Linked DNA regions of Mus musculus: region 2 is linked to region 1. A link is a contact called in public Hi-C data. All regions are on one chromosome and are shown on one strand. The core of a region is the stretch at or near the end of the contact, and the rest is flanking DNA. Distances in the headings are between cores, read along the strand shown. Region 1 holds the start of Rbp4 (retinol binding protein 4, plasma). Region 2 overlaps Fra10ac1 (FRA10AC1 homolog (human)).

Region 1 (6,183 bases), core at 2,685-5,184:
GACTCCCCTCCAAAATCCAGAATATAACATTACACTGCGGCCGTGTCTACAGTGAACGGAACTGATAGGTGGAGAGCTTAGAAATGCCTGGTTTCAAATGTTCAACAGAGGGTCTTGGTGATTAGCTTTCTTAAAAGATCTGCCATTCACTGCTCTCACTTGCTGTGACCCTCGAAAAGGTTCCCTTGGCTCCCGAAACCTGTGTCTTCCAGGGGAGGGGCTTCCTATGATTCGCAGGCAGAAGGACCTAAGACCTAAACCAGCCAGGGTACAGATTCCAGTCCACTTCCAAACAGTCATAGCAATAACCTTGGTAAAGGAATGAAGTCTGAGACCTCCCATGGTTTGAATTATCTAGCCCGCTGGTTCTCAAACTTCACAGTGCAGAAGGAACTCACCAGAGGAATGTATTGAAAATGGAGATAACAGTGTTCTACTCCCAAGAGTTTCTGATTCAGAAAGTCTGGGGTTCGGACCCATAAATCTGCACTTTGAAAAAGTACTGCAGCTGATCTAATGGAAGTTGGCCAGAGGGCAGTGACTTGGAGAAACACTGATGTAGATGTTCAAGCCTCACATTAAATAATTGTTCCTCTATTAACAAGGATCCTTTGGCCAAGAGAGTGGCAACATTTATTTGAGACAAGGAAGAAAGAAGTCTTAGTTCATGTTTTTCCGGGAGGGCATAACAAAATAATGATCGTAGCCAATATTTAAGAAGCTCTTATTAGGCACCAAGCTAAACTCGTTCATGTGTTACCATGACTAGTTCTTTCGACAATCTTTTAAATAGGAACTATTCCTTAACTTAAGTTGAGAGCAGAGGAAATCAGATTTTAGAGAACCTAGTCTGCAACTATGTCTATATTTGACCAATACAGGCTGATAGCAATGACCTTTACTTTTGAGATGTCTCACTCCGTGCATAGAATGAGAAGAGAAAGAGATCAGTACAGAGCATGCTCAAGGAGGGGGCAGCAGACCAGAGCAGTCTGCTTGCACTGAAGGAGGGAGCATGGTATTAGAGCTCTTGCCTAACATGGTCTGGGGTCGATTCCCAGGCCATTTATGGGGGAAAGAAAAAGTCAAAAAAGGGCCAAGGAGTCAGCTCCTCATTCCACCCAGCTGACAAGCTCATGGTCATGGCCACTATGCCTTTAGCTCTCTAATCTACTACAATGGGGATTCAGGATGGCCAGAATTTTCTTGGAACTCCAGCATCAGCTATAGATGTTTATTATATTTAACTTGCCTTGAGTTATTTCCAATCAGCCTGCCTTATTACAAATGTATCCATCTGGTAAGGTGTAAATTGTGACAAGGAGAGAGACCTCTCTGAGTGGCCTGCAACCTCCTGTCCAAATTCACGCTTAATGTAAGGTCAAGGTCAAGGAAGGAAATTAGCACAAGGAATGAATTTGGAGTTTGTGAAGGAGGCCCCCAGACAAGCATATTAAACAGTGGAAGGCAGACACCTCAAGTGAGTTGGTAGACTCAGAAAACAGGGGTAAAGGCAGGGGAAATGTTTCTTTACATCATTTGGGCTAAGAGGTGTCACCAGGTCCCAACAGTTAGCTGTGTGTGTGCCCCTGGTGCACTCATTTCTTAACTTAAATAGTAGTAAACTTGTACCTGAAGATATCTGAGTTCTCCCACTCGAGAGCCAGAATATAAAACTATGATTTCTTTACCTAAGAGTAAGATTTCTTTACTAAGAAGAAATGCTATCCAACACAGAATTTATGCCTCAGACACTCTTCCTGGCGCTTTCTGCACACCCATGCATTATATCTTCACAGTCCCACGATCTGCATGTTGTGATTCTGTCTACTTTGCACAAGGAGGAAACTGGGGCACAGAAAAGTTAGGTAACAACTCAGGGTCCCACGGGTAATAGTTTAGTTAGGATTTGAACTTAGGTTGTGGGTGTGTGGGTATGAACGTGTGTGTGTGTGTGTGCACAGGAGTTCGTGAGCACGCACTCTGGAGCACACGCGCGTGCACACACACACACACACACACACACACAAAGTGTGCATGCACAAGCCGGGCGCGCACACACGCGCACACACACAAGTGTGTATGCACAAGCCCCTGCACCCATATGTTTGGAGATAGATTCCAGAACCTCGTGAATGTGCGACAATTGTTCTGCCAATGAGCTACATCTCCAGCACTCAGTCAGTCTAACTTTAACGTGGCATACTTAACTATTACCCTGCACACGGTCTTTCTGAAAAGGTTAAAATAAGGAGAAATTTATCCCGGACACCCCCCTTCACCCTAGGAGAGTGATTCTCACCCTTCCTAATCCCGCCATCCTTTAATACAGCTCCTCATGTTGCAATAACCACCAACCATAGAATTATTTTTGTTGCTACTTCATAACTGTAATTTTTGCTACTGCTATGAATCATAATGTAAGTAAACGTCTGTGTTTTTAGACAGCTTGAGCTGGCTCCCGTGAAAAGGTCATTTGACCCCCAAGGGTCTCAGAACGCAGGTCTAGAGCCATTGCCTTAGGGCTGAGATTAGTTCCTTCTTTCTGAGATCTCACAATACTTCTTCCCACCCTAAATTATTCCTTAGTTATCAAGTAGCTTTCGGATCTATAATTTAAGTGAAATGGGCTGGGGGAGTCAAAGAACATGTCAATTGTGTGTCCTGAGAAGAATCCCAAACTTTAGGGAACTTTGTTGGGAGTTCTCAAAATCCTGCCTTGCATATGAGTATTTAAGGAAAGGAGACTATTGCTTCCAGAACACTGCCTGGCTGGGAGTCCACCGGGAGGGGCCTGGGCTGTGACCCAGCTCAGACACATAGTTCCCTCCTCTTGGATATCGGTCTCTAGCTCTGCCGATGTTCCAGATTGTCCTACTGTCTCAGAGATTCCACTCCAAGAGACAGAGTGGAGTGGTAATGTGTGAGACAGCGTGAAGTAAGTCACAGTGGATGATCAGGGAAATGGTACCCGATAAGCCCAAAGGCCCTTCCGAACTTGGATTAGGTATTTTAGGCTGAGAATCCAGTCGCTTCTAATCCCACATCCCCTAAATTCAGACAGGGCTGAGGGTTCTGCCTCTCGAAGCCCTTCCCAACGGTGCCGCTGAACAGAAACGCAGTGATTTGGCCATGTATGCCCCACTACTCACTTCCTCGCTGGAGAAAGGAGGCTACACCCCAGTACTTCATCTTGAACTTGGCAGGATCTTCAGTGTCTGTGAAAGTGCCCACCATGTCTGCACACACTTCCCAGTTGCTGCAAAAGCCAAGAGAATCCTGAGCCAAGCCAGGAAAGGGCTTCTACCTCATCCAAGGTACTCTTTTCCCATCCCAGTGAGGGTTGGGCTCCCAGGGAGCCAAAGGCAAGGTGGGAGGCACTTTGGAACGCCGCACACAGCCCACCAGAGGCCACTGACCTCAGAAGACGGACTCGTCCCTTGGCTGTGGCGCTCATATGACCCTTCTCGTCCACAGAAAACTCAGCGATGATGTTGTCTTGCAAAAAGAGACCCTCGGGGTCCTTTTTGGCGATGGCATACCAGAGCCCAGAGAACTGAGAAAGAGATGAGAGAGCTAGGGACTGGAGTCTGGGCTCCACCTCTGACCCGCAGGAATCGGGGAACCCGGGCTGATACCTACACGAGCCTTGTCGAAGTTCTCCTTGACTCGGAAGCTGCTCACCCTGCAGTCGCGCTCGGCGCTGCCGCCTCCCAGAGCCGCCAGCAGCACGAGCGCCCACACCCACTCCATCTCACCCCGGAGTCTGCCCTGCGGGACAGGCGCAGGGTAAACGCGGGGCCGGAGGACCGAGGCCGCCCGTCGCCCCCTCCCGCCCCACCCCGCCCTGCAGGTCCCCGGGGGAGCGCGCGGCGGCTCACCAGCAGGAGCCGCGTGCAAGCCTGGCCGCCGCGTTCGCGCGCGCGTGGAGCGACGGAGCCGAGCGGCCGTCGGTCCTTTATAGCTCCGGGGGGAGGGGGTCGCGCTTTCGTAACCGCGCGGGGTGAAAGACCGCGGGGAGGTGCCGGGGGCGGGAGGGGGGGGGGCGGCCGAGCTTGCATAACGCTCCCTGACTCACTCCTGAACGCACGCGGGGCCCCTCCGTCAGCCTTGCCGTCCCACGTCGCCTATGCTCCGAGCTCCGCTCAGGGTGGTCTCGGTGGAGCCAAACTCTCCAGCCCAGAGGATCCATCGGGGCCAAGAGCTGGCCCGGGGACCCAGCGGCAGCCAGCTGCAGTCTTGGGTGGCCTCCAGGTCCTGTTGCCCTGGCTGGAGGCCTACGTGGCCATGGTGTGGTGATGGTGGCCTCACTGAGCGAAAAGGGACCTATGATGTAGCCTGGAACATTAGCGTCCAGGCCCTGGCTTTCCCAAGTGGCCCCTGCTTCTACTGAGGAGCTGTTGTGAGAAGCTTTTTGGCATATTTTGGCTGTTTTTTTTTCCCCCTTTGAGAAAGGGCATATTTTACTCTTTGATGAGTTGTGGTGCTGTTTGGGTCAATATTTATTCTTTCATTTCATCATCTTTAGAAGGACTAAACCGCTCCCTGTTAAATATTCTCTAGAAACGCAACCTGGTCAGGACAGGAAATATTTTCTCAGCGCCAATGGCCGAGTGGTTGATCGTCCACTTCTCTTGCCACACTCCCCTGAAACCACACTGAAAAACATAATTGCCAAGTGTTTACCATGCATTTTTATTTCTAAGCCATATTAGGATTTATTTATTTCCAGAACAGCGAGGAAAACTGGCTCAGGAAGAGAAAAAGGAGAGGGAAAGAATTCCATAACCTTAATGGTAGTAGCCAAAAAAAGCTGTTGAAGGGTTGATTTTTTTTTTTTTTTTTTTTTTTTTTTTTTTTTTTTTTTTTTTTTTTTGCCTATGGCACGATATAACTCTACATTTCCCTCTGTATTTGGAGTTTGCGATCTGTCAAACTGAACCTAGCAGTTAAAAGGAGGAAGATTTCGACCAAATGAGATTTAGTGGGAAAAAAAAAAATTTTTTTTGACGAGAAAGTATTTGTGTCTCCATTGCCCAAAGTCTGAGCATATGAGAGTACATTGACCACTCTGCCATAGCTATATAAGAGGAGATGGGGAAAGGAGGAGAGACAGAGACGCCACAGAAAGAACTAAGTTGCCATTTCTTTCAACAAGCACCTTAGCCATGCCTGGCAACCTTGCAGAGATACCTGCGGCCTCCTTCAGCTTCCTGTGAGCTTTTGGACATTCACCTGCCTGGTTCTCTCTCCACCCCTGCACCCATTGTGCTCCTTGTAGTCTCTGTGGCACCAGAGACCATGTTTTATTTCCATAGGACTCTACAACTAGGGAAGAGTGTTTCTGGCCAGGAGGCTAACTGGGAAATTTGACTGGACTAGTTTTACCAAAGGATGCATTTCTTGCCTCTCAGTTTCAACTGGGGCATTGATTCCAGTACCTTATGCCCCACAAATCCTTTGTAGAAAAGGATGCATTTGAATATAATCTATATACACCCTTGTGTGTATTTTAGTCTTCTCTGGATTATAATGTTTAATACAATGTACATGTTATATAAATAACTATTGTACTGTAAACAAAGAACTATGAGTTCAGTGTAGACACAAGTGTTGTGTGTTGTTATGCAAACTTTTTTTTAAAGCTATATTGTTTAGAGAATGATTAAAAAGTTGGTAGCCATCTGGACATGAACACCTAACTACATGGTTCATAAACAAGCTGAAGGTGTCCAGTACTCAGACACACACACACTGAGGAGAGGCTGGGGGTCTGTGGGATGGCGTGAGGCCACCACAGGGTGTGGAATGTGTCACCATTCCCCCGTGTGTTCAACAGAGTGCTTGCTGTGCAGCGAGTTCAGGTTGTTTCCTCTGGTTTTTATTTTTCTGCGACCTTTTCCTCTAATATTTTTGGCTCACTGATGGTTGCAACCACAGATAAAGAAGGTAGAAGCCAGCAGCTCAAATAAGACGTGCTCAGAAGGTCATGGTGGAACCATGTGTTTGCTGAGGTTGTGGTCCACATCTCTGCACGCAGGGAAGGACTTCTGGGTACCTCCTGGCATCTCCCCAGCACTGTATTCCGTCCTCTGCTTGTCCTGAAGAGCCTGAGCGATGTGCTTCTGGGTAAGCCCATTGCCTCTGGCTGAGTATTTCTGAAAGAAAAGACCCATAATCCCT
Region 2 (6,041 bases), core at 2,437-4,936, 66 kb after region 1:
GCCTGGCACAGGGTAGGTTCTCAGTCGATATGAATGAATGGCACTCCCAATGTTTTCCATAATGGGAAACAGCTATGAGAAGCGACTGAGCTACCATCTGGTGAAGTGATGCTTTGTCTCATTACTTCATTTAAGGCTCTCCTGGAGGCACTGCTATTTCAGATACCAAATAAGAAACTATTTCTTTAGATTTATGTGATCTTTTTCCTTAACTCCAAAATATCAATCAGCTCAAGTAACTTCTCCTCCCTTAGTCATTAGCAATTGAATTGAGGCAACTGTCGTGTCTGATGAAGGTCTCTAATAAGCACTTGGCTTCAGAGTCTCTGTAATCTAAAAGTAGAACCCCACAGCCTCCTGACCAAGGGCCTGGCGACCATCACTGACTGAACGGAGTCATAGCATGAAGTAGCTATAGAGTTGATGTCTAACATTACCTTAGACTTGCAAAGACTCCTTAAAATGACTCCCATTACTGGCCACTGTGCTAGATCGCTGGGATTTTATATAATTATCTAAATTCATACATGAACTTCGTATCATAAACTGTATTGTCAATCCAAAACATATTATTCTATTATAAATGGTGTGTACTCTTCCCAGTTACCATTTAATTTTGCAGAACTCTTATTTTCTGATGACCATTGAATGATCAACATATTTCATTGTAAGAATGCTTAGCTATAGAAATTCCACTATTATAGAAACTCCAACTTTGATGTTGGATGTTTCAGATAATTTCCCTCAGAAATCAAGTATTTCTTTTTACTCAAAATAAGTACTACTATAAAGAAACAACACCTTGAGGCAATAAGGAGACTTTTACACAATATTTAACACTGGTACACTGGCAATAATTTTGCTGCTTTCTGATCGTTCAGAAAGGATTGTAAAATGACTTTCAAAATAGCTCCTTCAAAGCAGTGCTCAGCATAGCAGCTCATGCACACCAGAAGCCTGGTGAGCACTCCAGAATAAGTTAATAACAATTATTTAATGAAAGGAAAGACTCTGACATTTTAGAATAAGACACTAAATAATTTATTTACAGCTCAATGACAATCACTCCATGTTCAAATGACACTTGAAACAAGTATACCATAAACTGTAGAGCTAGAGCCAAAACCAGGTTTTAGATAAGCAGCCGAGCAGCCACGAAAGTAAAGGAGGAAATGTCTGAAATGTCCCGTGCTGCTGAAGGATCTATCCCAGTGGCTGTCCAGACTCAACAGCATGGACACACTCACCGAGTGTCTCTGTACATCTCCTCACCAAGGAATAAGATTCTCTCTCCCAGTTCACAGAAACAAATCCTGAAAATAATCATCAAATTCTTCTTCCCTATTAAAAAAAAGTACAAATATTGATTATAATCAAGAGTACTCAATGAAAATTAAATTAAAAAAATCAATAGAGTAAAAAATTAAGTGATATATGAAACTAATTAAAATATTTTCGTCTAGTATATTAGCTATCACTCTTTATACCAGTTGGCTTTCATAATTCAAATAATTCTTAGTATCTAAACAATCCTATCTATGCTCAGAATGATTAAAACTGGAATACTTCACCTCTCTTAAAACCCCTCAGTTTTCTTTGAAGTACTTTGTGAAAGACCATTGCTTCTCTTTGCCTTTCTGGTTGACTTTGTACCTTCTCTGTTCACTACTTCAAATTACAACCTGCTTAAGAAATGCCTGAAACAGAAACTATGTCTAAAAAACAAACCACGTCTTACTCCCAGGAATGTGAGGACATCTGTTCAGGCCACAGTGCTTTATTAGTCTGGGAACAGTGGCTACCTATTTATAGTTTATAGAGGTTTCATCTAAAGCAGAGCTTTGAGGAGACGCCACATTCAGTATAACCTGTGAAATACGGTGAGAAGTACCCAGTGCTAAATAACGTTAGTGTTTGCAGCCAGCCTCAAGTAGCCAGCAGCTCAGGCTCTGGAGTCAAGGGCGGCAGAGAACAAGTGCACTGGGTCACCTGTGGGTGGGAGGCTGAGATGGCTGCTGGCAAGGCATCCTTACACCTGTGTAAATCTTCAAGGGGCTCCTTGGAATGGGTTACGAGAATCCTAACACCATGGGACAGGCTGTCCAAGATGCGACTGAGCAGCCGTCTCGGAAAGAATCCAGGCAAGAACAGAGGGCTGCCTGTTAAAGTGAACTGACGCTGCACATACTGGCTGCTTGCATCCCCAAACAATGACTGGTAATAAACTTGCACCTTACCAGGATAGGGAGACTTTGGCACTAAATCAACATCCATGGCATTAAATATTTTCATCAACTGCTATCAAGAACGGCAGTACCCACAGATGCTAAGCTGAGGCCAGGATGGAGCACCTGCGAATGAGCACTTACTGGGACTTCTCATCTGTCTCTGGCAGCGGACCCTTCCAGAGCTCAGAGTCTGAAGCACTGTCTTCCTCCTCAGCGTTTCCTGCTCATTGACAAGGAAATGTCGTCATTGTTTTAACATAACGCATTCTGAATCGTTTACCAGTGCAATTAAATTAACCATGAATTTAGCAGTATTTTAGCTTCAACTTCTATGATTCCACAAAATTTAACTTATTCCTCAAGATACCATAAATTTTAAAAAATTAAACAATATGAAAAACACCAGAGCCTCATCAAAAAGTGAATGCAAGTAATATCTAATGAACAACTTCCCCATGTTACACTAAAATAGCAGCTGGTTTAATTATTTCCTTGGCCATACAACAGAAATGAAGAATTTTGTAAAGAACATATATGTATTAGGACCTACACTCAAGATTAGTTCCTGTAGGCTAAGGGTTTTCACTGGAGATGAGCCACTTACTAATGTAATTACATCATGGAATAGTTTGTCTGCCTGATACTACTTTATCCAATATTGAATAAATTTTAGTTGAGTTTAGATAATTCATGTGAGGTCTATTTTGTTATATTTTAAAAATAGGAATATATTATCTTTACTGATTTTATAGGTAATACATACTGCCACTGTCTAAAATAAAAGCAATTTGGAAATGTTTAAAGTCCTAAGGAAAAGTTACCCCAGGCCACAGGTAATACAGTCACTTTTTAAGTGTGGTTGGTCTTTAAAAAGGTATCATTCATATATATATATATATATTTAAATTAAGATTATACTGTGCATAACTGTAACTATAAAGGATTTGAGATAGCAGAGACAGTTCTCCTTGACAATACGTATAAATATGTCAAAGCTTTTATAATGAGATTTCTTTCTAGGATTTATCTTTGTTTTGAATGATGCATATGTATGTACAGGTGTTTGCAGAGGGCTGAGGTGTCAGATCTCCCAATGAAGGCGCTAGAACTGAACTTGGATCCTCTCCAAGGCCAATATGTGCTTTAGCCACAGAGCCATCTATCTAGCCCTGTGAAAACCTTAAACAAACAAACAAAACAAAACAAAACAAAACAAAAACTGTTATATGGAATTTGATTAACCAATCGTTAATTTCTGATTGGTGGGGATTTAGGCTGTATTTCCCATTTTTATTTTTATTGGGGGTGAGGGTGGGTGGGGAGCAGTCTGGTGATTAAACCCAGGATCTTAAACATGCTAGCAAGAGCTCCACAGTGGGCGGGCACACAGTCCACCACGCTGTTTTTCTTGGTGAACAGTGTGCATTTCTGCCCATGTTTATCTGAGGAGCTTATCTATTCCAAATAAAATATCAAATTCCAAAAGCAGCATCATTGGCCACCACATGTGCTCTAACCCAGTTACAGGGTCAGGTTTTCCTCCAGAAGAAAGGTTAGAGAGTTTCCATTCTTCCAAACAATGTCTGAGAAGGCCTCCTCTTCTCAGAATAAGTTTTTCTAAAGTAATAAGCATTATTTTTCCAAATGTTTGACAAATACTCTTTCAAATGTAAGAGAACATCTTGATGTGCTCATCCTAACACAGTGTGCTCTTTACAAACCTTAACTTACACAACGTCCATAGGATTAAAAGAAAAGATGCTACTTCAAGAATGACGTAATAAGAGCTAATTGCCTTGGAGAGTTACCACTAGAGTTCTGACTTAACTCGGATTTGGCTTGCCAGTACAGAACGTCCCTCAGTTCAGCACAGGACAAAAATAAAGCCGCATTGATTTGCCACGGTGGTTCTAGCCTTTTACCTGCTGGACTCTGATCTTTGAATCAATGTGTATGCCTGAACTTTGATCCTAACTGAACCTGTTGTGGCACCAACTTTAACAAATAGCAGGGGGAGGGTGCTGTCTAATGAGCTATGTACACATGATGATGAAACTATAAAGTCTTAGAGGAAGATTCCTGCTCTGTGACAGCCATCAACACAGTTCCCAGTGTCTTGAACTGATAACACAAGAAAGAATAAAATCTTCCACTTGCTGAGATAAGAAAGAACAGAAAACCCAATTATGCCTAATGAAGTTCTCTATATGGCATTACTGTCCAGCCGTCAGAGAACAGAACCTACATGGCCTTTAAAAACAAGCAGTTGATTGTAAAATCTTACACTGCAAACAGCTCTGGTGTTCACTCTGTTCCCTCTTAAGAATACTTTCCACAAGTCAGCTTTTCTACACTAATTTCCTTTGTATGAGTCTATCTGTCTGTGTGTGGTATGCATAAGTATAGTGTGTGCGTGTATACATGAAGGACAAAGGTCAACTTCTAGTGTTGTTCCTTGGGTACTGTCCACAGAAGGGGTCTTTCACTGGCCCTGAACTTACTAAACAGGTGAGGCTGCCTGACACAAACCCAGAGATCTGCCTGTCTCTGCCTTCCCAGCCCTAAGATTGAAAATGTGTGCAACTATACCTGGACATTTATCATACACTTATTTTTATATATGTGCATGCTCATGCAGGGGTGCTCATGCAGGACACAGTATGGAGGCTAGACAAGAAGCTATGGAAATCAGTTCTATCCCACTCCCACGTGGGTTCAGGGATTAAGCTGTCAAGTTTGGTGGCAAGCGCTTTCACTCACTGAGCTGACCTTGTCCCAGTTTTTAAAGTGGGCTCTGAGAACTCAATTCAGTATCTCTTGCTTTCACGGAAGCACTGTACCAAATGGACTATTGCCCCAGCCCAGCAGCACATCAATTTTCTAATACCAGATAATGAAATTTTACTTTTAAAAAGTTAAATCATCTTAAAATAAATCCCTCTGACAGAGTATCCATTGGAAAAGTGGTCAAATTACCTCAGAGAATCAAATCTATAGGAATAGACTAAATGATCTGTAGAGTTCCTTCCACTCTATGAGTAAAACTTCTTGATACCCTGAGGACGGGAGTCACTACTAACAGTTACCACTACAACCATCTGCCAGGGGTGAAAGAGTCCCACTACGGAATGACAGACAGGTAGAGTGGTCTATACACAACGGCCCTCTTACAGCCTCACTGTCAAGTCTGCAGTGGTTATGGGCAAGAATTAGTTATTTTCTTCTCTTCACATTTATGTGTGTGATATAATGCGAACATGCTACAATGCGTGTGTGCAGGTCACGCATTGGACACGTGAGTCCCAAGGGTCAAATCAGGTCTTCAGGCTTGGCAGCACCAGCCTGGATCTGCTGAGCCGCGGCCTGCTGTGCTACTGGTCTCTTGGGCCTGCTCATCCAGCTCTGCCTGCAGATGAACCCAGTCACCATGGTACTTGTGATAACAAGCCACATCCAATCTGTCTCCTGAGACAGTTCACTTCCATTTGTCAGAGAATTCCAAGGGACAGTTTCCCTTAAATCGAGGACAAAATGTGTTTTCAGGTTCTTTTTATCTACAGACTCCATGAACCAATCACCAAAGATACTTCTCCCATCGAGTAACAGCCTCCAAACACCTCCAAGTTTTATGTCCTCACCCTCACGCTCGCCTCCTCGTATCCTCCACCTTTCTCCAAACTAAACATCGATAGTTCGCCAACATTCTTCCCATGGCACAACTTCAGTACTTGTACCATACCGGCTGCTCGGTGTCTGATCTGCTTCAGCCTTCAAAGCTCTCCTTAGTGTGTGGTGCTTAATGCTTCAGGTTTT

Evidence for each region. Hi-C and Micro-C count contacts between places; a contact is called where the count stands out from the background.
Region 2: a contact with region 1 is called in a Hi-C map of liver, with 9 times the contacts expected there. A contact is called at or near these places in 8 of 39 promoter capture datasets (the SN4741 cell line, embryonic stem cells, epiblast stem cells and 3 more), 10 of 484 Hi-C or Micro-C datasets (brown adipocytes, embryonic stem cells and liver), 6 of 130 datasets of targeted methods (embryonic fibroblasts, extraembryonic endoderm stem cells, fetal liver and 2 more) and 3 of 9 other capture datasets (adipose tissue, embryonic stem cells and liver).

What each region holds. Positions count from the first base shown.
Region 1 is chr19:38,120,877-38,127,059 of GRCm38.p6, forward strand. Rbp4 (retinol binding protein 4, plasma) reads right to left here and starts at 3,935. Exons shown (of 6, transcript NM_011255.3): 1 at 3,882-3,935; 2 at 3,643-3,771; 3 at 3,420-3,556; 4 at 3,153-3,259. The coding sequence starts at 3,753. Gm32440 (a long non-coding RNA gene) reads right to left here. Exons shown (of 4, transcript XR_877843.2): 4 at 4,878-6,158.
Region 2 is chr19:38,187,460-38,193,500 of GRCm38.p6, forward strand. It overlaps Fra10ac1 (FRA10AC1 homolog (human)), which reads right to left. Exons shown (of 14, transcript NM_001081075.2): 13 at 2,370-2,448; 14 at 1,018-1,341. The coding sequence ends at 1,299. Among named protein-coding and RNA genes, the nearest start is that of Gm52398, 26 kb to the left of the region's middle.